Regions from separate parts of the Mus musculus genome. Here regions 1, 2, 3, 4 and 6 are each linked to region 5. A link is a contact called in public HiChIP or PLAC-seq data. All regions are on one chromosome and are shown on one strand. The core of a region is the stretch at or near the end of the contact, and the rest is flanking DNA. Distances in the headings are between cores, read along the strand shown. Region 1 holds the start of Hunk (hormonally upregulated Neu-associated kinase). Region 2 overlaps Scaf4 (SR-related CTD-associated factor 4). Region 3 holds the start of Ifngr2 (interferon gamma receptor 2). Region 4 holds the start of Tmem50b (transmembrane protein 50B). Region 5 overlaps Synj1 (synaptojanin 1). Region 6 holds the start of Scaf4 (SR-related CTD-associated factor 4).

The links. HiChIP or PLAC-seq counts read pairs in DNA pulled down with a chosen protein or histone mark.
Region 1: a contact with region 5 is called in an H3K27ac HiChIP or PLAC-seq map of T-cell acute lymphoblastic leukemia, with 6 times the contacts expected there. The contact joins the promoter of Hunk here to the enhancer-like site in region 5. A contact is called at or near these places in 6 of 39 promoter capture datasets (cranial neural crest, frontonasal cranial neural crest, hippocampal neurons and 3 more), 1 of 484 Hi-C or Micro-C datasets (embryonic stem cells) and 8 of 115 datasets of contacts at active chromatin or transcription factors (T-cell acute lymphoblastic leukemia, astrocytes, bone marrow-derived macrophages and 4 more).
Region 2: an H3K27ac HiChIP or PLAC-seq map of extraembryonic endoderm stem cells shows a contact between it and region 5, with 6 times the contacts expected there. The contact joins two enhancer-like sites. A contact is called at or near these places in 4 of 39 promoter capture datasets (the 3T3-L1 cell line, cranial neural crest, frontonasal cranial neural crest and 1 more), 2 of 115 datasets of contacts at active chromatin or transcription factors (extraembryonic endoderm stem cells and trophoblast stem cells) and 1 of 9 other capture datasets (embryonic stem cells).
Region 3: a contact with region 5 is called in an H3K4me3 HiChIP or PLAC-seq map of bone marrow-derived macrophages, with 5 times the contacts expected there. The contact joins the promoter of Ifngr2 here to the enhancer-like site in region 5. A contact is called at or near these places in 4 of 39 promoter capture datasets (the C10 cell line, the HPC-7 cell line, cranial neural crest and 1 more) and 4 of 115 datasets of contacts at active chromatin or transcription factors (bone marrow-derived dendritic cells, bone marrow-derived macrophages, embryonic hindbrain and 1 more).
Region 4: a contact with region 5 is called in an H3K27ac HiChIP or PLAC-seq map of microglia, with 5 times the contacts expected there. The contact joins the promoter of Tmem50b here to the enhancer-like site in region 5. A contact is called at or near these places in 3 of 39 promoter capture datasets (cranial neural crest, neutrophils and pre-B cells), 4 of 115 datasets of contacts at active chromatin or transcription factors (astrocytes, embryonic midbrain, extraembryonic endoderm stem cells and 1 more) and 1 of 9 other capture datasets (pancreatic islet).
Region 6: an H3K27ac HiChIP or PLAC-seq map of extraembryonic endoderm stem cells shows a contact between it and region 5. The contact joins the promoter of Scaf4 here to the enhancer-like site in region 5. A contact is called at or near these places in 4 of 39 promoter capture datasets (cranial neural crest, frontonasal cranial neural crest, maxillary cranial neural crest and 1 more), 4 of 115 datasets of contacts at active chromatin or transcription factors (T-cell acute lymphoblastic leukemia, astrocytes, extraembryonic endoderm stem cells and 1 more) and 2 of 9 other capture datasets (embryonic stem cells and liver).

The regions. Positions count from the first base shown.
Region 1 is chr16:90,384,567-90,388,298 of GRCm38.p6, reverse strand. Hunk (hormonally upregulated Neu-associated kinase) reads right to left here and starts at 1,902. Exons shown (of 11, transcript NM_015755.2): 1 at 1,583-1,902. The coding sequence starts at 1,843.
Region 2 is chr16:90,258,598-90,262,623 of GRCm38.p6, reverse strand. Scaf4 (SR-related CTD-associated factor 4) reads left to right here. Exons shown (of 20, transcript NM_178923.4): 3 at 406-450; 4 at 2,322-2,483; 5 at 3,778-3,913. Among named protein-coding and RNA genes, the nearest start is that of Scaf4, 24 kb to the left of the region's middle. Within about 2 kb of position 2,328, at least 3 of the 459 cell types and tissues checked have an H3K27ac peak or open chromatin away from gene starts, as enhancers often do. A contact at or near this core is called in extraembryonic endoderm stem cells, where this site is marked.
Region 3 is chr16:91,545,643-91,549,644 of GRCm38.p6, reverse strand. It overlaps Ifngr2 (interferon gamma receptor 2), which reads right to left and starts at 2,586. Exons shown (of 7, transcript NM_008338.4): 1 at 2,413-2,586. The coding sequence starts at 2,482.
Region 4 is chr16:91,595,570-91,599,491 of GRCm38.p6, reverse strand. It overlaps Tmem50b (transmembrane protein 50B), which reads left to right and starts at 1,812. Exons shown (of 7, transcript NM_030018.3): 1 at 1,812-1,910.
Region 5 is chr16:90,994,457-90,998,517 of GRCm38.p6, reverse strand. All of the region lies in intron 2 of Synj1 (synaptojanin 1), which reads left to right. Among named protein-coding and RNA genes, the nearest start is that of 4930404I05Rik, 15 kb to the left of the region's middle. Within about 2 kb of position 2,802, at least 149 of the 459 cell types and tissues checked have an H3K27ac peak or open chromatin away from gene starts, as enhancers often do. A contact at or near this core is called in the HPC-7 cell line, T-cell acute lymphoblastic leukemia, bone marrow-derived dendritic cells and 6 more, where this site is marked.
Region 6 is chr16:90,282,223-90,286,413 of GRCm38.p6, reverse strand. Scaf4 (SR-related CTD-associated factor 4) reads left to right here and starts at 1,911. Exons shown (of 20, transcript NM_178923.4): 1 at 1,911-2,411. The coding sequence starts at 2,382.

The sequences.
Region 1 (3,732 bases), core at 653-3,152, 610 kb after region 5:
CTGAGGTCCAGCCCAACATGGCAAAAAGCTCTAAGAAGTTCTGATCTCTTTAGAGAGGTGATGTGCATAGCCAGACTAAATCCTCTAGATTTTGAGAGCAAAGTCCTTCGCCTCTCCCTGCCAGAACAGAAATGAGCTCCCTGAAATCAGTCTGCATCACTGATGTGTGTCCGGCAGACAGCCCACTGCGCACCAAAAAGTAAATAAATATTCCCTTACTCCACTGAGAACAACTAGGACGGGTCTAAAGAGTTTCTCCTTTGAAGAGCTAATGTGAGTTCATACTGAATGCTGGGTTTTTTTTGTTTGTTTGTTTTTTGTTTTTGTTTTTGTTTTTTTGTTTTTTGTGGGTGTTTTTTTTTTTTTTTTTTTTTTTTTTGCTTGGAAATTCGGGCAAGAGACACTTGAAAATGACTGCTCGGTCTAACCCTGCTTACCCAGTATAAAGGGGCACCCCACTTGGAATGGCTACAGAAAAAGAAGATAAAGTCAAAGGGTGATGGAACCCAGTGCTCAAATGTAGGGGTTTCCAGGACAACAGAAACCAAGAGGAAATCAAAGGTATCCAGAGGCTAGAAAATGACTAGTGTGGTGGCCCTGGCCTGTCACCAGACTTCTCACAGTTCATCACTGTCACAAACCCCTAGGCTGGGCAAGGAAACCCAGAGCAGCAGGCCCGAGGGCTTGGCCCTTGGGCTATTTGCTGCTAGGACCGGCTGAGTTCCCCTCCTCCGCCCGCGCGGACAACCCCCAGCCTGGGTGATTAGAGTATTGGGTCCCTACAAAGATACCAGTTTGGCAGCCCAGAGCAATTCCCTGCCTGAGGCCACCCAGCCTCAAAAGTAAGTCAGCTTCTTGGGTTTCTTTTCACAAATCTAAGTTAACACCTGAGATCTGCCCGCACCCGGCCTGGCAAGAGTTCACTCTCTCACTTCTAATTAGGTCGAAGTAGAGTCCCTCCGGGTGTGGGGGAGGGGCCCCTTTCCTTTACTGTCTTCTAGAAAGATGAAAAGGTATCTGCAAACTTCTAGAGTCCAGGGCCTGTGTAGTTCTGCACCTGCCAAAAGCAGGATCGTTACTCCAACAGTTGCCCCAGCCCACACGGGGGGAGAGGGGAGCTTACAGGGCCCCAACTCCCCTCCACGTCCTCGCCTGAGCCCAGGAGGGATGAAACTCTAAGCAACCTCAGACTGGCTGCCTTGCTCTCCCGCCGCCGCACATTCCACAGGCAAAGCTGAACCCCAGCCTGGATCTAGTTCCCGCCTCTGCACTGATCCATGCCCCTACCGCAGGACCCTCCACCGCCACCTCTCCCCTCCCTTCCCTGGCGTCCGCCAGGCGGCACCCTTCCAAAACAAAACAGAAAGACGGTGCGGGGTAGCTTCGCGGGTACATCTATCTGCCCGGGTACCCCACCCCACGAACGTGAGCCCATCACCACCATCATCCATCAGTAGGTGCCCGGTGGCCCACTAGGAGAGCCTGAGCGTGCGTCTAGCCACACTGGGTTGGAGAGCCAGGCTGAGTGCTCGCGGGACAGTGCTCCCGGGTCCTCCCGCCAGGCCCGCGCACCCCAGCTCACCTTTTCTCCCGTCAGCACGTGCAGCCCCTCGCGCACCTTGGCGAAGGAGCCCTCTCCCAGCTTCCTGCTGCCGATGAGGTAGTTGCCCACGCGCTTGTGGTGCTGGAAGTCCCGGAGCCGCTCGCGGGACACGCCGCTCACCCAGGCGGGCAGGAAACTTCCCTCGCAGGCCGCCGCCGGCCTGGTCGTGTCCTCCGCGCCTCCATCGCCCCCCGGTGCCGCCGGCTCGCCCAAGAGCCCGTCCCCCGCCGCTGCCGGCATCGCGCTCGCTCGGCTCCCGCGCTCGCAGCCGCTCCTCCTCCGGCTCCCGGGGCTGCCCTGGCTCCTCCTGCCGCCGCCCTGGACCCGGCCCCGCCCGGCCCGGGTCTCTGTGCTCACGCCCCCCGCGCCTCTGTGCTAGCGCCGCGCGCAGACAATAGCTGGCGACCGGGCGACCGGGGACCCGCCCCCGAGAAGTTCGTCCTCCGAGGATCGATCGCCCAGATCGCGCCCGCGGTCCCGTCTGGTGCCCCGATCGGCTGTGAGAGGGAACAGCGGCTGCTGGTCCGAGAGGGGCACAGTCCGGTGGCGGAGTCCCCCAAGCCCGGGCGCCGCCGCCCTCTGGCCCGCCGGGTCCTCAGCGGTGCTCCCCGGGGCCGCTCCCGCCGGAGAGGAGCGCGCGGCGGGCTGCAGGCGCCCTCTGGAAGGCAGCAGAAGAAAGCCCCATTCAGTTTGAATTTGCAGAAATTTAATCCGCTCGCGGGCGGCGGGGACAGAAGCGAGCTCCACTCCGCAGCTTGAGCACTTTCAAATCCCTCGTAGCCCCTCCTTCCTTCCCCGCGCGCAACAGCCGAACTCGACCCTCGCTGGAGAGGGGAGGGGAAGGGAGCGGCGGAGTGGGCGGCGAAGCCACCTGAGCGCCAGACAGGGGGACCCCGCGCGGCCGCGTAGACGCGCGCTCCTGGGCTGCCCAAGACCTGCTGCCTCCCGGGGTGCGGATCGCGCAGGTTCTGAGCTTGAGCTTTCTGGCCCTTTCGAGAGTGAATGTCCTCACCAACAGCACCCACCATAGGCAGGGGAAAGAGAAAGAGAAGCTTTGGACTGTAGCAGAGTTGGATACCCAACCCAGAACCTGGCACACAGTAGGGACTATGGAAGATGGGTGGGTGGGTACCTAGCAGGCTATGTGTCGGGGCTCGCACACATACTCGATTGCTGTTGTCCGTGGAGAAGCAGCCGCCACAGCTAACAGTAGTGGCGGCAGCGTAGGAACCAGGGCGTTTGCTGCTTGTGCGCGTTCGTTTGCCCCCTCTCTGCTTTCCTTAGAGATGATGTATTGCAGGGTGAGCCGGACCGGACCGGACCGGAGCCTCACTGCTCCTGAATGCTTTTATTCTGCGGGCTCTGTGAGTGCACTGATTTCACCTAAACAATAAACATAAACAGCCTGAGACACCTACCCATTATTCTCCAGGATCCCCAATATATTCCTGAAGCGAAATGAGAGACACACACACACAAAAAGGATGCGGAGAGGGCTTTCCAAAATGCGACCTGTTGAGGTGCCCGCGTCTAATGCAAATTTAACCTCTGATCACACATCATCTGAGCTCAAAGGGAGGATTCGGTCCTAACAAAGTTCATTTCATTGTTTACCCCGCAGTAAACAGTTATGACATCATCGATCCACATTTATGCTCTGAGGTGGGGGAGGGGACACAGCTGTCACCCATCCAGTCTTGGGGCGGGGAAGATCCCTTTCCTGGCCTATCTAGAAAGTAACCCCCAAAATGACCGTTTTTCAAGTTCAGGCATCTGTTGGTTTGAACCACGCATAAGCTGTGAGTCTCCACCCTTGCTATTATGACCGAGTCTAGTCTTGTCTTGGGTTGGGGTCTCATTGCTCTGGATTTCCTACGTTAAAGACAAGCTTTCCACTGCTTTCTTGCTGTACTTGAGGGACGCCTTAGCTCCTACAGTTTCTGCAGGGCTCATCCAAACATTTTCACGTTTCTAATTCAGTAATTGAATTTTTTAAAGGCAGGAAGTGGGGAGAGGGAGAAGATGCTAGGTTCAAAGTGTGGGGAGAATAAAGCCCATTTTGGGGGTGAAGCCCATTTCCTTCAGGAAAGGATTTAAAGTTTCCCAATATTGCATTAATTAAATTTTAG
Region 2 (4,026 bases), core at 1,079-3,578, 740 kb after region 5:
CATGTCTTCATACATGGAGACTGATCAGTTAAGAAAGGACATTGGCCTTGAAGAAGAGTGGGTAGTTTTGTTTAGATGAATTTCTTTCTCAAGATGTTTTATTTATGTATATAAGTACACCATCGCTGTCTTCAGACACACCTGAAGAGGGCGTCAGATCACATTGCAGATGGTTGTGAGCCACCATGTGGTTGCTGGGAATTGAACTCAGGACCTTTGGAAGAGCAGTCAGTGCTCTTAACCTCTGAGCCATCTCTCCAGCCCAAGATTTTTTAAAGTTGTTGATTGTGAACTATTTCTGATAGCTCTTTGAGTTAATTGCTAATTTTTTTAAGTTGACAATTTCAGTGTTTTGAATTGTAGAAAATATAAAAATGTATAAACTAATTTTATGTTCTTTTTCAGCTTTATAAGCACGTTGTTCAAATAGTAGAAAAGTTCATCAAAAAGGTAACTATTGCATTCCTGCATGTTTATGATAAGCAGTTATTTATATATGTGAATTGAAATTTGAATGCATGCTTCTAAAAAACACTCTAGAAAAAAAGCAGTTATTGGGGTTGGAACCATGGCTCAACCAGGTGAGTGCAGTGGAACCTCTTCCAGAAGACCTGGGCTCCATGCCCAGCACCCACAAGGGCCGCTGACACTCTTCCAGAACTGCAGGGTGAGGGAGTCTTTGCCTTCTTTGGGCTCTGGGCACCAGATATGCACATGGTACACATATATACATAAACAGACAAAACACGCATATATGATACATGTTTTGTTTTTAAGATTTATTTGTTTCTATATGTGGGCACACTGTCACTGTCTTCAGACACACCAGAAGAGGGCATCAGATCCCATTACAGATGGTTGTGAGCCACCATGTGATTGCTGGGACTTGAACTCGGGACCTCTGGAAGAGCAGCCAGTGCTCTTAACCACTGAGCCATCTCTCCAGTCCACAGTAACTGTTTTTTTTAAAAAATATTTACTGAATTTCTTTTAAGCACTGAGAAGTTTTAAAAGGTATTTTTCCCATATTTCTGCCGTTCATTGAGTATTGGTGAGAGGTTGGTGCTGGGCTCTGTCATAGCTGAGAATAGTGTTGGTCCCAGCCCTAAGAGCCTGCCATTCTATACTCTGCCTCATCTGCTCTGTTGACATTTGATTTTCAGGTCAGTTTTTCAGGTGAAGTTACTTTTTATTTTCCCTGACTTTTCTCTGTTACCATCATCATTAAGCTGTCTTTAGTTGTGTGTTGTCTTAAAGTAAGTGTGTGTGTGTATGTGTGTGTGTGTGTGTGTATGAATGATTAGCATGTCTTTTTCAGGAGTGAACTGAGAGTGGTCTTAGGTTTTTTTATTTGTTTGGTTTTGGTTTTATTGTTGTCTTGAGACAGGGTTTCTCTGTGTAGCCCTGGCTGTCCTGGAACTCACTCTGTAGACCAGGCTGACCTCGAACTCGGAAATCCGCCTGCCTCTGCCTTCCAAGTGCTGGGATTAAAGGCTTGCGCCATCACGCCCAACTAAGGCTTTATTTTTGTTGCTGAATTGCTTGCCTTCCACAAAGGGCTATGTCTTTTCCTATATAAATGCCTGTTTTTCTAATACTTGGTTGGTTGTTTCCTTTGTCAAATTTATAGACCCAAATGACTCTTCCTCTTACTTTTTATTTCTCTGGTACATATTTTGTTTGTTTTTGGTTTTTTTGAGACAGGGTCTCTCTGTACAGCCCTGGCTGTCCTGGAACTCACTCTGTAGACCAGGCTGGCCTCGAAGTCTCTGGTACATATTTTAACAGAAGTAAAACTAGCATGTTTAAAAGTATGTTTTAGTAACTTCAGGAAGTTATTCAAGACTCAGAATGACTGAATTGTAGGAAAGTGGGTTGGTAAAGTGGCTCTGGAAAGTTTTGGAAGTGAAGTCAAGGATTTGGGGAAACAAAGTCCTGAGAGCTACTTTGAAGTAACAAAGAGTGTCACTATTGACAGATGTGACACTGACAGCCAGATAGAGAGATGGCTGGAGCACGTGAGCAGCTGCTGCACAGTGCGCAGTGCATGTGGCGAGCTGCGAGCTGATGTGTGACATAGTGGGTGGTGGATGTGCTTGGGCTTTGTCGTTACTTTTCCTTTCCTTCCCTTTCCCTCTTTCTTTTCTTTCTCCCTTTCTAATTCCAGACAGTTTTACTCTGTAGCCCTGGATGGGCAGGAACTCACTAAGTAGACCAGATTGGGTCAGATTCACCTCTGGAATACTGGGCATGGAGGCATACACCATTGCACCTCCTGATTCCACTTTCCTTGGTCTAAGCTTGTCTCCTCCCCTTTGCAGTGTAAGCCAGAATATAAGGTTCCAGGCCTGTATGTCATCGACTCCATCGTGAGACAGTCTCGGCACCAGTTTGGAACTGATAAAGATGTTTTTGGGCCAAGATTCTCTAAAAATATAACTGCTACATTCCAGTATTTATATCTTTGTCCATCTGAAGATAAGGTATGGTTAAAACGTAACAAGCTAACATTTTGCATTTTGTCCAGCTTATTTCCTCTTTATATTTCTCACACAATGCTTACGTTCACGTTGTTGACACTTGTTATTTATGTTACTGGGTGATATCTTCATGTACTGATCTTGAATTGTAAGGTCAGTTTTTTCTACGGTGGTCATTTCCTATTCTTGCTTATATGTGAAATGGAGAAGTCACTTGGCCTCTGTACAAGGACTTTTATAATGTTGAATCATAGAAGGAGCCAGAGTTATAGATCCTGAGCAGAGCAGAGCAGAGCTTGCTGGCGAGTGAGGAGTGCCTTACCTCTGTGCATGGGAAGCCTCTTCTAAACGGCGTGGTAACAACAGCCAACAGCTAGGCGCTGTACACTACACATTTCATGTTACATATCCTGCAGTTAAAAGAAACTAGCAAAGGTTGTTCAGGAAGCATTATCTTTCCTTAAAGAACATATTGCTAGTGGGCATGGAGACACATATCCTTTGATCTCAGCACTTAGTGGGCAGATTGCTAATAACAGCAAGCTGAAGCTACAGAAGGAAGACAGACAACAACTCTGTGTGAGAGAAAATACTCACCAGGGTTTTGCATACTCTAGAAGACCCAGATTTGTTCTTCCCCAACATTCACACATGCAAGTGATTAATCTGCAGTAAGACTGCAACACACACATACATACACACACACACCACACACACATATACACCACACACACACATACACACACCACACACACACCACACACACACACCACACACACACCACACACCATACACACACACACACCACACACACAGTTTCACTGAAAGAAAGAAGGAACGAACATGAACGATACATGCATTCTAAATAGGTGGGAATTCACAGTAAACATCACTAACACTAACTTAACCTGCTGCTTTAGTTTCTCTTAATTCTTAAAGAAGTTATGTAACAGAAAAGGGAACTTGGTTTGGTCAAACCAGAGAGAGAGGGAAAGTGCCCGTGTCTGAGAGTAGCGACATTTGCATGAGGAGAGGCGTTGTGGGTTTGCAGAGTCTGTATAAGAGCATTAGAAATGGTTCTTGACGTGTTTACCTTCCTTTGTATTTGCTAGCTGTGTATTCTGTTTATATTCCTTTTCATTGGATCATACCACCGAGAAAAGGTTAATTTGAGTTTAACTGGGTAATAGTTCTGGTGGATTTTTTCCCTTATGAAACAGTAATTCTCTTTAAAATCAGATATGATACATTATTTCTATAAATATTTATTGTATGTTCATTTTCTTACATATAACAGAGTAAAATAGTTCGTGTGCTAAATCTTTGGCAAAAAAATGGAGTGTTCAAAATTGAAATTATTCAGCCTCTTTTGGACATGGCAGCAGGAACCAGTAATGCTGCTCCAGTAGCAGAAAATGTCACCAACAATGAAGGTACAGTGCATATCTGCCAGTGACAGAAGGTCCTGCAAGTGTACTGGCGTCTGTCTGCTTTTCTGTATGTGTGTCTGTGTTGTCCTGTCCCAGTGTGTTTGCCTTTGTTTTAT
Region 3 (4,002 bases), core at 1,337-3,836, 550 kb before region 5:
CCAGGGATATACAGAGAAACGCTGTCACGAAAAACAAAAACAAAAACAAAAACAAAAGAGAGAGAGAGAGAGAGAAAATACACACAGCCCTTAGCAGCTTGTCTCAATAAATGGGAGCTAGGATTATCACCTATCCAATTACAAGACAGTTCCACCTGAAGAGACAACACCCAAACAGGAAATTCCCTAACACCCATTGGTTTGGATATTCCTTCAAACACACACATACACACATACACAGATACATAGACACACACACACACACAGAGTTACACACAGACACAGAGACACACACACACATATACACTCACAGACACATAGACACACACACAGTTACACACACAGAGACACACATGCACACATACACTCACAGACACACATACAGATACATAGAGACACACAGAGTTACACACAGAGACACACATGCACACACAGACACATAGAGACACACACACATAGAGTTGCATACAGAGAGACATACACACAGACACACACATACACGCACACACTCACATGCTCACACACGGCTACTCCACAGTACAAAGAGCAGCCATGGCTACAAGCAGAAGCCTTGATCCTTCTGTGCAGGAAACTGAATAACTAAAGAGTCTCATGCTATCAATTATTCTTTTTTGTTTTGTTTTTATGATCTACAGCAAATGGCTGCCACCTAACAAAGCAACAGAGAGTAACTCCAGCCTGTTTGGGGTACAGTATTGATATGCTAGCCTTGACTCCCTGGAGCGTTTTACAAATGTTCCTTTCAAAGCCTTGTTTCCGGGGCTGTGAGATGGCCCGGTGGTTAAGGGCACTTGCTACTCTATTAGAGTTCTAGCCCCAGCAGGGCAGCTCAGAACTATTTATAGCTCCAGTTCTGGGAGATATGATGGCCTCTTTTGGCTTCCGTAAGCACCAGGAACTCAAGTGGTGCATAGACATACATAGACATGCAGGCAAAACATGAATATGTTGTTAAAAGCAATTTTATGATTCCTGAGGGCCATTCATAACCTATGGAACAGTTATGGGAATCTTCTCATTACCTGTTGGCCGCAAGAACAATGTCAATATTTTCACTCTGCACTGTGACTAAAAGGGTTTCTTTTAAACATATCCTAGTTTTTCTTTTAAAAAAAAAGTGTGAAAATTTCGCGTTAAGAGTGGCATGAGAGTCTAAGAAATTTACAAAAGGCTACCATTTTCAAAATATCTAAGGATCCAATTTGTTGTTAATGAGCCACAGACCACGACTTTTGTGGAGCATAATAAAAAGTTAATCATTAGAAAAATGTCTGTTGTAAAGTTTCTAAATACGCCTATCAACTTCTGAACACATAGTTCACAGACATCTCAGACAATCGCAGGCTCTCCTCCAAAGGAGACCTGTGTGTGTGGGTGTGTCAGACACAGATTGCTCAAGGCAAAATGGGGAACATCAGAGCCAGGGTTTAAAGTCTTTGTCTGACTCCAGGAGAACAAGTTAACTGCGTAACCCACTCATCCTCCTGTGCTCCTCTGCCCTTAAGGAGAAAGGGAACTTAAGGGCCTTTGCAGGGATGCTGACAGAGGACCAACTAACTCCTCAACACCACTTCCAATGGGAGGGAACGTCCCAATTCGTAGGCTTATTTAACTAATGGCCAAACTATAAAAAAAACAAAATAAACAACAACAGCAAGACCCACTGAGTAAACCAAGCCGGCCCGGCCGGCCAGAAACTTCAGGACCCCTTTTTCTCATCCTGAGTTCTGTGTTTTCACAAGGGTGCACCCCACTACCACTGTGGACTCCAGATATCCAAGCTTTGATATGATCTCTGCACGGGAAAGAACCCAGCAAAATATAATCACGTAGGAAGAATGTTCTTGGTTAGTGATGTCTTTCTTTTGTTGGTTTTGATGACTGGCTCATAAATACAGTCAGGTTGGTGACAAAAGTGGGAAGTTGAACCCCGGTAAAGGGCTGTGTGGGCGGAGTAGGATAGAGCTGAGATTAAAAGTGTGCCTCAGCTGACCCTCTGTCCCCATACACTGGAGGGGACACAGGCATTTCTGCTCCCCATCTATAAGATCCCGAGGAACTGAGTACGAGGATTTTATAGGCTGCCCAGACAAATACTGGTCCTGCCCGTCAGCTGATCTCCCTGGCACCAAGGAGCCAAAGACGAACTGGGCTCTCCACCTCCAGGCCTGGAATTCCCCGTGGTCCACGCTACACTCACTGCAGCTCCCTCTTGCAGATTCCTCCTGGTCGGTGCCCCGTCCGATCGCGGTCACCCGCAGATCGGGAACGACTGCAGAACCCCACCCTGTGCCGGGTGCAAGCTCCCGGAGCCACCCACGCGCGGACGCGACACCCAGGAGAGCCCGAGGAGTCGGGGGTGGGGTGGGGGGTCTCCTGGGTCGCGCTTACCTGGCGAGGACGCCGCGGCACCGAGCCCACAGAGCAGCAGCGACGGCAGCCACAGTGGCAAAGGCCGCATGGCCCGGGCGGCCCGGGACCGCGGGGTGGACGCCGCTCAGACTCGCACCGCAGCGGCCATGGCGAGCCGAGCGCCCGCCTCTTCCCCAGCCTAGCCGCAGAGCCGCCTCGCCCCGCCTGCGTCCCGCCCCGCCCCCACCGCGCCCGGCCCCGCCCCCGCCCGGCCCGTGGGGACTTTCCCCGGTGTTCCCGGGAACCGCGGCCCCCGCAGCCCAGCACACAGCCCCGGTGACTCCGGCCACACCTCGCCGAGCCGACCTCCAATGTGTGGCCAGAGATCTCTAGTACCATCCTTCTGGAGAGACCCGTGGACACCCATCCCCACCCTACCCCACCCCACTTCGGACTCCCGCCACGTACGATTTAAGGACCCATTTATTTTGAATTCTGTTCTCTTTAATGACCGGAAAGATCGTGCTAAGCTTTGAATCCTTTTAAGCAAAGGGCTACTTAAGGGTATAGCAGAGAGGACCCTCTAGGCCGTGGTGTCACAGAGGAAGAAAAGCTAGAGGAACTGTACTGGTTGCTTAATAGTCTGTGGGTTTGGCCCTCTGTGGCTGTGAAGCTACGAGGAAGTGACCCCAGAGCAGGGCAGGGATAGGCTCCCAGCCTGAGCCTTCCCCAGTGGCCAGCCTGTTGGCAGAGACGTTCACACCTCGGCCACAAAAAAGGGGGCAACGAAAGGAATGGTTAGAGGGAGACAAGAGTCAAAGAAAGGGGTCATCGAACCGCAGCTATTGCTCCTAACCGCTGAGGCCTCAGTCTTAGGAAGCCACTTTAAACTGTAGTTGAAGCTGGCCTTGAACTTCACAGATCCTCACATCTCTACCTCTCAGGGGTTAGTCGTGGGCCCCCAAACCCTTCCCTTGTGCCTGTGGCTCCAGAAGTTGGCCTGTTATAAAAATACGTGATGAAATTATCTAGCAAAAATTTGAACTATGACTTGAGAATTTCAAGACCCAGAAATGTACTTACATGCCAAGGAGAAGAGGAGGGCTGTGGGGATCCTCTCAACAGGACGTGTTGAAAACCGCAGAGGAGAGAAAACCTAACCACACAGGCTGTGGATTATAAGTATACCCCTCTGAGTGCCCCGTGCCCTGCCCCCGGCATGTTTTATTTTTATGAGACAGGGTAAGGAAAAGGACTCAGCTAAAGCCACGAAGGACCTGTGATCACTAAGCTTTTCAGCCTGTGGTCTTGACCCCAAATGGTAAGCCTTTGGAAGTGCTACTACTGCCTCACCCCACTCCCTACCACACCCCTGTCTAGAATCTCCCTCCCTCAGCACAGTGCTAAGGGCATATTCCCTGGATCTGTACCCCATGCCTCAAGCATACAACCCCCCAAAGACAAGCGTTTCTCTCCTTTCCCCAAGGCAACTTTGTCAGGGCAAGGCCAGCTAGGTGCTGGCATCCACTCTCTTGCCCTTCCTGCCTAGAGGAACCCTGATGTCGTTGATAGCTGAGTCTTCTGTTGAGATCTGGCAGCTGGCAGCGGAAGATAACAGGAACTCCGGTC
Region 4 (3,922 bases), core at 563-3,062, 600 kb before region 5:
TATTTATTTATTTATTTCATGTATATAAGTATACCATTGCTCTCTTCAGACACACCAGAAGAGGGCACCAGACTCCATTGTAGATGGTTGTGAGTCACCATGTGGTTGTTGGGAATTAAACTCAGGACCTCTGGAAGAGCAGTTGGTGCTCTTAACCATTGAGCCATCTCTCCAGCCTGTGTATTTTTGTTTTGCCTGAATGCATATATGTGCACCATTTGCATGCTTGATGTCCAGGGAATCCAGAAGAGGAAGGTGGCCCCTGGATCTGGAGTTACAGGTGGATGTGAGCCCCACTCTGGGTCCTCCGGTAGAGCATCTTCCCAGTCCCCCTTGCCCCCCTTTTTAACTGATGGAGAAGTGAAAGCAGACGGCACATTCTGGACAGGCAACGCACTACTACTACACTATATCCCAGATCCTCCAGTAGTTTTGAGACAGGACCTCACTTCAGCTTGATCTTTTGTTTTGTTTTGTTTTGTTTTGTTTTTGTTTTTGTTTTTTTCGAGACAGGGTTTCTCTGTATAGCCCTGGCTGTCCTGGAACTCACTTTGTAGACCAGGCTGGCCTGGAACTCAGAAATCCACCTGCCTCTGCCTCCCAAGTGCTGGGATTAAAGGCGTGCGCCACCACGCCCGGCTCGGTTTGGTCTTGAATTTGCTGTGTAATCCAGTCTGACTGGAAATAGAAATATGCTTGAGACCATGATCATACCCAAGCTGAGACATTTTGGAATGCAGGGATCACAGGCATGTATCACCACACCTGTTTATATGATGCTTGGGATACAAGCCAGAGCCTTATGTATTTAAGGCTAAATAATGTACCAACTGAACTACATTCCCTAGCTCTGGGACAGATACCTAAAGATGTTCCCTTCTGCTGCCCCTCTTGCTTGTTAGTGTGTGTGCATAATCCCATACTCCAAAAAGGAATTTATGCAGTGAATATTTATTGAATACCTAAATCCTAGATTATATACAAGAACTACAGGAGTAACAGGATCCAGGATGTCATTTGTGACAGTTACGTGACACAAAAATCTTTTTGCTTTACTCTATCTAGGTGAAGTGTGTTTTTACCTTCAATGTAGTAGTAACTTGGACTTTGCATCTTTCTTTAACTGCATTTATATTCTGTAGGAAATGTGGTTTTTGAAGTTATGCTGAAAAATCCAGAGGCAGTATCTCTAAAGGAGATAAGTAAAGATTTGCTCCCAAAACAAGCCAAAAATCTATTTGGATAGACGGAAAAAGGAATCAGGCTGAAATAGCTATGTAGCTTTGCTTTGCGGGTACCCTCAGAAAACCAGTACTGACTGGGATCCCTGGACCTGTAACTTCATCTTCTGAGGTCTTGGTTTTTGAACGTCTTGGAGTGCGTTCTCGACTCTCGGCAGCTGGTGAACAATGCTCAACTGCTGATATGCAAGAGGACCTTGCGTAATAGGCTTGGGTTCCCCGTACCGGTGCTCTCACCGATGCTGAGGCGCTTGAGTTTACACTACTACCGCAAACCGCAGCAGGAGAGGTCCGGACCTCAGCTCCAGGACGCAGGTAGAGCACCGCGCCAGCCCCGCCCTCAGGAATCAAGCCCCGCCCTCTATCTAATCGGTCGCACTATGATTGGTCTCCGCAGAGCGCACGGGTCCAGCCCCGTTCCGCCTCTGAGGTCCCGGTCCCGCCTCCAGGGGTTATGCCCCGCCCACGCAGGCCACTTGCTGCAATCCCATTGGTTCCTGCGGTGCGCACGGCGCCTCGCCCCCGCCCCACCGGCGCCCTGGCCTCCCGCCCGCCGCCGGCCCCCGGCTCCCGGACTGAGGTTGATCGGGCCGCTGCTTCCCGGACAGACGCGCGCCCTCGACGTCCCTGCTCCTGCCTGGGCTCGGTGTAGACTTCGCAGGTAGCCGGGTGAGTGCGGTTGGCAGGTCTCGGGTTTCTGTGATCTGCCGATCGAACGCAGGGCGCCGGCCCGGCGCGGCCTGAGGTTCTGTGGCGCCGCCCGTGTCGGTGCCAAGGAGCGCGCGGGCGACCGGCGGGGCCCGGCCTGCGCCCGCGTCCTCTCGGCGCCCCGTGGCCCTGACGCCGCCGTGACCCGCGCTCAGCCGAGGCAGGCCGCTCCGCCGCGCATCTCGTCCTGAGTCTGGGGAGGTCCCCAAGGCGATCGGTAGGGGATGGAGGTCCTGTGGGGCACCGCCGCAGCCGCCACCGAGGCCCCACGAGCGTCTGGGGACGAGCGACCCTCCCGTTTGCTCGGAGCCGTTGCCAGGAACTGTCCTTGTATCCTTGACTTTCCCCTCCATCCTGCAAGCGCTGGGGGGAGAGGGAGGAGAGGGAGGAGAGGGAGGAGAGGGAGGGAAGTCTTTGGGAATTCATCCTAAGTGGCGAGTGGCCTTTTCAGAGAAGTAGCAGAGCAGTGGTCGTTGTAGGCTAGGCCATTTTGGTCTTTAGCCAGTAAGTTGGTTTTCACCACTGGAAGGTACTTGAGCCTGAGAGGTGGGTAGATACGTGACCTTTCCGACCGTAGCAGCAGAGGGCTGGGCTCGCTCTTCCACCTTGCTGCTGCGATGGGAGGAGGGGCGTGGGAATTCAAACCTCTCGCTGGAGTAGATATGCTCACCCTCAACAACATCCACCCCCCTACCCCCCCGTGCATCCTTCGCGCTCCAACTCTTCACCCTATTTGTACCACAAATCCCATTTCTAGATAATTCCAGGGGCGCTTATTCCCAGGCTTCTCATCCTCCTTTCTCGTTTGTCTTTTCTACCTGTGTGCGGCTTCCAAAAACCAGAGCCAAGCAATTTAAACACTTAAACGAGCATAGTGTTCAAAGACTTCCTGATCCTAAAAATGAAACCCAGAGGTTAATTTGCATAGCGATGCTTCAAGAAAAGCAGGTTTAATCGGAACGGGGTGAGGATGTAGTTTTTTCCTCTTCAGGAGACACACCCTTTGATCCTCCCCATTCTTCCTCTATCAGCTAGACAGCAGCCTTCAACGCTATTGCGTTGTTTGGTTTTGGTTTTGGTTTTCTAAATTCACTACTGGGGTCAATTGATTAAAGAATCAATCTTGCTTAGTCCTTATGTGTCTTTTAATGTAATAAACATTGAAGAAGATTATCAAGTAAAGTTTTCAGACAATACAGAAACAGCAAATAAAAAGTGAAACCCTCCAGCACGCCTTAAATCCCAGCACTCAGGCAGGTGAGGCCAGTCTTGTCTACAGCTCCAGTTCCAGGACTGCCAGGACTATACAGAGAAACCCTGTCTTGAAAAAAAGGCTGGGGGAGTTCCTCAAAATTCTCTCCTTCACTCTCCACTCTTTATGTCCCAGTTCTACTCTTTTTTTTTTAATTATTTATTATATGTAAGTACACTGTAGCTGTCCTCAGATACTCCAGAAGAGAGCATCAGATTTTGTTACGGATGGTTGTGAGCCACCATGTGGTTGCTGGGATTTGAACTCGGGACCTTCAGAAGAGCAGTCGACGCTCTTAACCACTGAGCCATCTCGACAGCCCCCCAGTTCTACTCTTAAGGAGGCCATCATAACACAATGCTATTTGGCAACAGATAATGACACATTTACACATTGATGTATGTAGACTAATCTTTTTTTTTTTTAATTAAAATTTTAAAAGTTGCTAAGAGGGCTGGAGAGGTGGCTCAGAGGTTGAGTGCTCCCTGCTATGAAAGAGGACCCAAGTTCAGTTTCTTGACTGAAGCCACATCAGACTCACAGCTCCCCTGAAACTCACACTCCAGGGAATCCCATGACTTTGGCCTCTGTGGGCACCTGCACTCAGATGCACTCCACACAGGATCACATATATACAATTTCAAAAGCCGTGTGCTGTTATTTGGATGTACAATAATGTGTTTTTGGTCTCTTACTGATAGACATTTTGGTTGCTTCACCT
Region 5 (4,061 bases), core at 1,553-4,052:
CTCTGCCGCTTCATGGACTCCACGGTTTACACCCTGGTTGGCAGTTATTAACCAGTCCTGTGTTCCCCACGGCCACCTTCCTCCACTGCCCCCACTCACACTCTTAAGAGGACTGTTGAATGGGACCTTCTGCAATGGGATGTTGGGCTTCTTTCCTGGGAAGGGAACACGTTGTAAAACGTGTTGTAAGAAAGAAAGTTAGCAAGGCAGGTCCTTTTGTGCCGTAAGCTCTTGGTTGGTTTAGCCTGAGAAGTGAGTGTCTGGTGTAGCTGGGATGCTCAGTGTCTGTTAGGTCGGGATCACACTCCAGTGTGAAACAAGAAGCCTGGCTTTGGTTGTATCAGTATACATGTGGCTGAAACACAGGATAAAAAGAAATGTTTACTTCTAATTGAGTGATATGGGCAAAACTCCAGGAAGTGGCATTTTGCTAAGAGATTGAAGGATGGGCGATGGTTGAAAATAGAGGATGACTAGCGGCTGTTCCAGATGGAGAGGACACTGTGAACAGAGGAAGAGAAGAGCCAGCATGCAGGACAAGTAGACAGCGGATGACTAATTTTGCCTGAAGCCTGGTGTGCCAAGAGGTACTGAGAAGGAAAGGAAGACAGGAAGGCTTGTGCTTGGTACCACCAAGGGATTTCCCCCCTTTTTATCTAAAGGTCATATACATAATCTTAGTGTGGAATAAGTGGTCTTATTTCAGATCATCTCTTCATAGGTGAAGATTCTTATATTATTTTCTAAAATGGGATTTCGGGGGAGTACAACAGTGATCATGATTAACCCTTGTATAATCTCTTTTGGTATACTTTATAAGGTCTCGTAAAATAAGAAAGCCTTTTCCACCCACTTAAAAGCAGTGTTTGAGCTGGATACCTCAGCTCTCAGCAGGCTGAGGCACAAAGAGGATGGACTCAAGACTAACCTGGGCTGCACAATGAAACTCTTTTAAAAAAATTATAAATGGACAATAGGGCATTGTAAGATTTATCCTATCAATGCCATTTAGACATATTTATCTAAATTCAGGAGGAGGAAATAATTTTAAACATACAGAAAAGTTGAAGTTAGTAAAATAAAATTTAAAAAAGGATATTTTCTTACCGATTTGAGAGTAGGTTGCTGACGTGAGACCTTATTGTCCCCAGATACTGTGCTGTGTGTTCCCTAGACATTCTCCTCGTAAGGGCGCACAGCAGTCCTGCCACTGCCACTGCTCAGGCCCTCTTCACGCTTACCAGTAGCTAGCCATGCTTTCTATGATGGAAAGATCCATTCAGATCTGTATAGTTGATTTAAAAGGCAGGCCTTAATCTCCTCAACTCTAGAGCTCTAGTCTCTGACCCTCAGGACCTAGGAGAACAGTTGTTTTATAGGATGTTGTCCCTCCTTGCTGTGTGGGGCTTCTGCTGTTGCTCACCTTTGACAGAGCTATTTCAGAAGCTGTGCTGTTTTCGTCAGTCAGGTGACAGCTTTAAACTGCCTTGTTAATGTGTCAATATCGGTATGCACTTTGATTACTGGTAAAGGTAATCGTCTACTAGGTGTTGCAGGCTTTTGTTCTCCCTCCTGATTGTTCTGAGGACTTTGAGACTAGATAAACACCCCTTTCCTTGTGGAACTTCTAGTCTATACGCATATTCAGGGAGTAATAACATTCATTATTATTTCCTTTGTTGCTTATACTCTACATTTTTCAGTACCATTGAACATGTAGCAATGGAACCTACCCTAAGTTCAAGAGCAGGAAGTAGGTAGCTCTTCCAGGGTCCCACACTGTACCCCTGGGACCAGGTTCACCTGCCTCTGCATCTCCAATGCTGGGATTAAAGTATTAGTCACTGTGCCCAGAAAAGAGGTTCCCTCTAATGCTGGCTCCTTAGACTTAGACAATTAGTAACTGACTTAAGCCAATTTCCTCAGGTCAAATGGAAGGTGTAGCTTTGTCCTTAGGGTACTGTGAAAATTAAATAGTGCACATAAACACCTGGCCTTGTGTTAGTGCCATAATCATCGCAGAGATGATGAACTAATACTGTAGCTGTAAGACCATTTCTAAATTGCTGGTAATAGAAACTCATGGCAGTAAAAATGTAACCTCGGGCTGGTGAGATGGCTCAGTGGGTAAGAGCACCTGACTGTTCTTCCGAAGGTCCAGAGTTCAAATCCCAGCAACCACATGGTGGCTTACAACCATCCGTAACAAGATCTGACTCCCTCTTCTGGTGTGTCTGAAGACAGCTACAGTGTACTTACATATAATAATAAATAAATCTTAAAAAAAAAGAAAGAAAAAAAAACAATAATAAAAAAAAAATGTAACCTCATCTGCTTTAGTCAGAGAGAGAGAGAACTCAGAAGATAACTCTGAAATACAAATAATTAAGTGGCTTGGTGTATGCTTACATGTTTAAGCTAGATGACGGTGCAATAGAAGGATGGTCACTGGGCCTGAGAGACAGTGTTTATTTGTTGTGCAATTGAGAAGAAAATAGTTATGAGGAGAGAATATTTATTTCATGATAATTTAGGTTACAGAGACTATTCATATGGGGAGAGAATTACTTAATATTAAGTTACATTTTCTTTTTAACTCTTGCTGGCTGTGGTCATTGAACCTAATGGTGATTTTTTGCTAACTGCTAATTTAACCTAATTGCTGCTGACACTAATACATCAGTAATTCCTTCATTCCAATGACAGCAATAATATTTTAAATTCACACAGCATGTAGCCTGAGGGACTCCGTAGAGCAGTCTGACCTGGAAACCGCATTTTCTGCCATGAAAAATTGAGACCCACTCCCAGCCCCACCCATGGTACGCTGAATGAGGAAGTGCAGCACTTAAGAAAGGCAGCTGTAGTTTCCTTTAGAAAACAATTCAGTTTTTGTTGTAAATTTTAAATTTGAATTGACCATAAACACATAGAACAATATAATGCTAGGACGGCTAGATATGTGAAAGAAGACACGATTCCCCTAGCATGCTAAAAGTCTTCCCCACTCTAGTTTCATACTGGTTACAGAAAGGCCCACACTTAATAATGAACATATTAGAGAATGTGATGGTGTTAGTTGAGTCATTTAGCTTTAGCCTGTGCTGCCAGCTAACTGACCATAAGTCCCCGGCTGGCCAAAGTGAGCCGCGGAGGAGAAGCTTGAGTAGACAGGGTGGAGAGAGGCAGATGGGGAAGTGAGATACTATGTGGAACTCTGGGGAAGAGCTTTAAGATAAGAGTCTGGAATCCAAGGAATTGGCAAGGAATCTTGGATAAGATGTAGATTGAGAAGAGCCTGTGTCTGCAGAGAAGATAGACAGGAAATGGGAGGTCAGAGCAATCTGCTTACTTGCTTTCCTAGAGCAGCATACAGGAGCCCTGCCAAGGGTTCTGTGGTTGTGGTGTGGACAGAGGGGAGGGAGAAGGCTAAGTGTGATGAGGACAGGGAATCCTGTGACCTAGCAAGCCTCCTCGAGCTGGGGAGAGGTGGGACAGGGAACGGAGGGCAGTGGCTAAGTTTGAATTTCACACTTCAGAATGTGCTATTTGAAATTCTTTGAAATACCAGATGTGGTTTATGTTCCTTGGTTCTTTGTTGTATCTTAAATGTGGATCTGCTAAGTGCTAGGAAGGTTCTGCCTTTAAACATCCGGGATTTTTGTTGTTGTTGTCTTTTATTTTATTTTATTTTTTTATCAGTAGACTAACCATAGTAGCCTGCTCTAGGGAAATTATTGCCTGGCTTGAGCTCATTAGCAAGTTTGCCTCAGCTTAGAGCAAAGGAAGTGAGAGGAAGGTCAGTAAAGACTGCCCCACTGCCATGCTAAACCGTGTGGTCAAGCAGTGGCTTGCAGCATTTACCAGTTTATTCAGCTTCTGTGTCCAGGATAAACGAGTGAGTAAAACAGGCTATCAACAAGAAGACAGACTCCTTAGATGGGCAGAATTCTGTAACTCCAGCAAGAAAGTTCTTCTACTAGTTGGACAGAATACCTAATATAATACACTGGTGTTTGGAGAGGTCACCTATATCAAACATGGAGATACTGAGCTGGTGC
Region 6 (4,191 bases), core at 662-3,161, 710 kb after region 5:
TAGCTCAGGGTGAGACAGCCATTAAAGCAATTTTGTATTATTTATTTATTTATGTATGTCTTTTAATCGAGGGTTTTGTTTTGTTTTTTTTCTGTTCTAGAATTTGCTCTGTAGACCAGGCTGGCCTTGATCTCTGAGATCCACCTGCCTCTAATCCCAGAGCAATGGATTTAAGGTGTGTGCCACCACCGACTGTCTTATTACTTCTCTGTGTGGATGATATATTCAGGGTCCTCTCTATGGTTACTTTGAACTTTACTATTAATTCTTTTTTTTTTTTTTAAGATTTATTTATTTATTTATTATATGTAAGTACACTGTAGCTGTCCTCAGACACTCCAGAAGAGGGAGTCAGATCTCGTTATGGATGGTTGTGAGCCACCATGTGGTTGCTGGGATTTGAACTCCTGACCTTCGGAAGAGCAGTCGGGTGCTCTTACCCACTGAGCCATCTCACCAGCCCTACTATTAATTCTTGTTAACCACAGCTATCCTATGGAGAGGCATTTCCTGATCCTTACCCTGTCGGAGTTGAACCCACAGCCTTGGTTAGGGCTGAGATTTTTCTTTTTCTTTTTTTTTTCCGAGACAGGGTTTCTCTGTATAGCCCTGGCTGGTCTCGAACTCAGAAATCCACCTGCCTCTGCCTCCCCAGTACTGGGATTAAAGGCGTGTGCCACCATGCTGGGCCAAACACCTTGTTCTTAAACACCTCTGCTCCTTGTCTGTCTGACTTTTCAGCTCCTGTTAGCTGTGCAGTATTGAATCCCAGGTATCTACCTCCTCTCAGCCATTTTCCTGGACTTTACCCATATCGCAAAAGCCCTCAGTTAACTATCCCAGGGACAGCTCAGATGGCTAGAGCCCGAAAAGATAACCGTCTAGCCAGATAAACTTGGGCATGGTGGTTAACTGAACTAGGCTGACTTAAATGAGGACACTGTTCATAGGCATTGACAAAGATTAGCCATTACGCCCTCAAACTCATTCCTTCCTTAAATTATTACCAAGTTGACGCAAACCCAGCACTCATGTCCTTCAAGAAGCAGTGTGCATCTTCCCTCCGGAACACCATTCTGTCTTTCCTCCAGTGCCTGATACCTTCAGCCTCATCATCTCCAGGGCCCGAAGCCATGCTGTTCCTGGCCCCACTTTCTTCCGCATGCATACTTTGCAGGATGTCAACCTGCATGATGCCCCCTTAAGAACAAAATCCTAACTCTGCTAGGATCTGGTCTCGGTAGGGCCAGTTGCTTTCCCTAAGTACCAGCCGGTTGTCCTCCAAGGAGAGGTGATAGCACAGCGCGCAAGGTCCAGAGGGCCCCTCCTTTCTCGAATTCTTTTAGGATGCTCGCCCTTTTCTACGGGAAGTAGTCCCCAACTTCCAGTACGAGTCAGGCCTTCTAGCTTTTATACTCATGCTCCACAAAAGTGAGGTTTCTACAGAAAAACTTTCATTTTTCACACACCCAACAGACAGCGGTCGCAGCGCGCGGCAGGCGGTGAGAACTCAAGTGAATCAGAACACACTTCTGCCGAGAGCGACCCAACGGGGTTTGGGGAGATTAGCGTTAGGGGTTCAGGAGCCCAGTCCTCGGAAGTTGCTCAGGGCGTCCACCAGGTCCGCACGCAAGTCGAAGCAGGGGACTTGGAGACTGCAGACGCTCACCCTCCGCGCTTTGTTTGTCGCAGCAGCAGGGCGCAGTCCTGCCCGGACACAATGCACCCCGGGAGCCGTCGTCCGGATCCTGAGCCCAGAAGACGGGAACTCTCCGCAGCCGCAACCGGCGGGAAAGCGCGCGACAACGCGCGGTCACACGCTAGCGGCTCGGCGCCGGTGGGGCGCGGAGGGGCGGGGCGTGGGCGGAGCCAAGCACGAGCGGGGCGGAGCCGGGCTCAGGAAGCGCTTGGAGGCCCGAGCTGTCCCAGGGTGCTTCGCGCGGCGTGCACTCGGGTCGCTGCCGCCATCCTGCTGGCGAAAGAGAGGAGAGAGACAGAGAGGCCCGCCCGCTCGCCGGCCGGGCCAGTGTGGGCCAGTGCGTGAGGGAGGGCGCGGGGGGCCGTGTCAGCGCGACGCAGAGCGCAGCCGCCGCCGCCAAACGGACATGTTGGAGCCCCGCGCTGCCGCCGCCTCCCATCCCTCCTCCGGCGCACGGGACTGAGCAGGGGCCCGCCGCCTCTGCCTGCGCTCGACCGGCCCAGCCTCGCCGCCTCGGCCGCAGCCCCTTCCTGCTCGGCCTCCGCCGCTCGTCGCCTCCCGTCCTCCTCCCCCTCCACGCCCAAGGGCCCTGCCGGCACCCGGCCCTACTCAGCCGCCGCTCCAGGTCTAGGTGACCGGCGGGCCCGGAGCAGCCGCAGCCGCCGCCGCAACGCGCGCGAACATGGACGCCGTCAACGCCTTCAACCAGGAGGTGAGGAGTGCTTGGGGTTAGGGCTGGTGCGGGCCACGCCGGGGCCGCTTCTCTCGCTGCCCGAGGGCTTTCGAGCACCGAGTCCGGGCGGGGACGCTTCCTGCCCCGGTTCCGGGGCAGCGGGCCTGGAGCCGGGGAGAGGTCGCGGCCACCGCCGGGGGCTGACCCCGCGCCCCTCCCCCGCCAGTGCCCCTTCGCCCCCTTCCGGCCTGTGCCGACTCCCGCTTCTTCAACGTGGCCCTTATGCTGCTCCCGGCCCCGTTATCGGCTTTACGGGGCCGGGATCCCGCCAGGGGCTGCAACGGAGCGCTCGGCCGACTCAGGGGCGGGAGTTCCCGCGAGTCCCGGGGCCGGCGTAGCAGCCGCCTGGGTTCTCCTGTTGCTCAGGCCGCGGCGCTGCGCGGCGGCCGCTGGACTCTGATCCCGGTTGGCGGAGACTTAGAGAGGGTGTCTGCCCTCCCACCTCCTGGATTGACACGCTCACAAATGAACATAGAGCGGTAGTTCCCTTGGCCTTTCTATCTAGAACGTGCCCTTTCTGTACATCGTGACACCTAAAAAGTTGAATGGGAGAGCAAAGTGTACGCCCCATTTAGTCCGCTAGTAAGGCTGCTTGGGTCTCCACCTGCTCACCCTCGCACCGCCCTCTCGGGGTACTTAATCCTCAGCTCCCTTCCTCAGGGACATTTACATGTGAAAACCTCCCCAAACCGGGAACAAAGCTGCCTGCCGCCTTAAAGCTCTCTAGTTGTATCTCTGATCGTTCCATGTGCTGCTTAGGGGCATAAAGTCCATACTATCTTATTTATCTGAATGGATGTGGGAGGAGGAGACGACCACTGATGCTTTAAAACGCAGTTACAGAGTGGAAACTATTGTGAATTAAGTTGGGGTATGTTTCCCGTTTCAAATACCACTGAAGGAATCTGATGTCATAGTTTGACACGTGTTGATGTGGTGTCAGAACTTGCTCCATCTCACAATGAGATTTCTGTGGCTCAGTTCGCAATAGTATTAGGTTGTTACTTCTCTTTCTATTCGTAGCGCTGCAGAAGGGGACCCTCCAATTAGTCCTGCAGTTGAGAATATTTATTGCTGTCCAAATTACCCCCTTAAAATACTTTTCCTCAGCTGAGGAGTCCATGTCTTTCCAGACAGCCGTAGTTGGCACTTGGTGATGGGAAGTGAGATGAAAGAGTTGACTAGAGGCTGGGCAGTGGTGGCGCACGCCTTAATCCGGGCACTTGGGAGGCAGAGGCAGGCGGATTTCTGAGTTGGAGGCCAACCTGGTCTACAAAGTGAGTTCCAGGACAGCCAGGGCTGCACAGAGAAACCCTGTGTCGAAAAAACAAAACAGAACAAAAAAAAAAAAACAACAATAACAAAAAAGAGTTGACTAGAGATGATTTTCAAAGCAGTAAAATAATGTGGGATCCCAGAAGTCAGTGATAATTCACTAACTACTCAAGTTGTACGTTGACTTGCACTCTTAGCAGGTGCTCATAGCAGGTGCCTGGCAAATGGTTCTTGAATAGAGGTGAATTTACACAAATGCCAGTCTTAAGATTTCAGACACACCTCTTGAGGTGAAAGCTAACCTGAAGGTCTAATGAACAAGAATTTTTCGTGTGTTTTTAAAGACCAGAAACATTCACTCCTTATTTAAGGTATTGTGGAAGGTATCTAATGTTAATCGTTCCACTGAATTAGGATTTTTAGACTACTAAGGAAGTGGTCAACAGATTAAAGACTTAAGGCCATCGAACCTTTTAAGGATAAT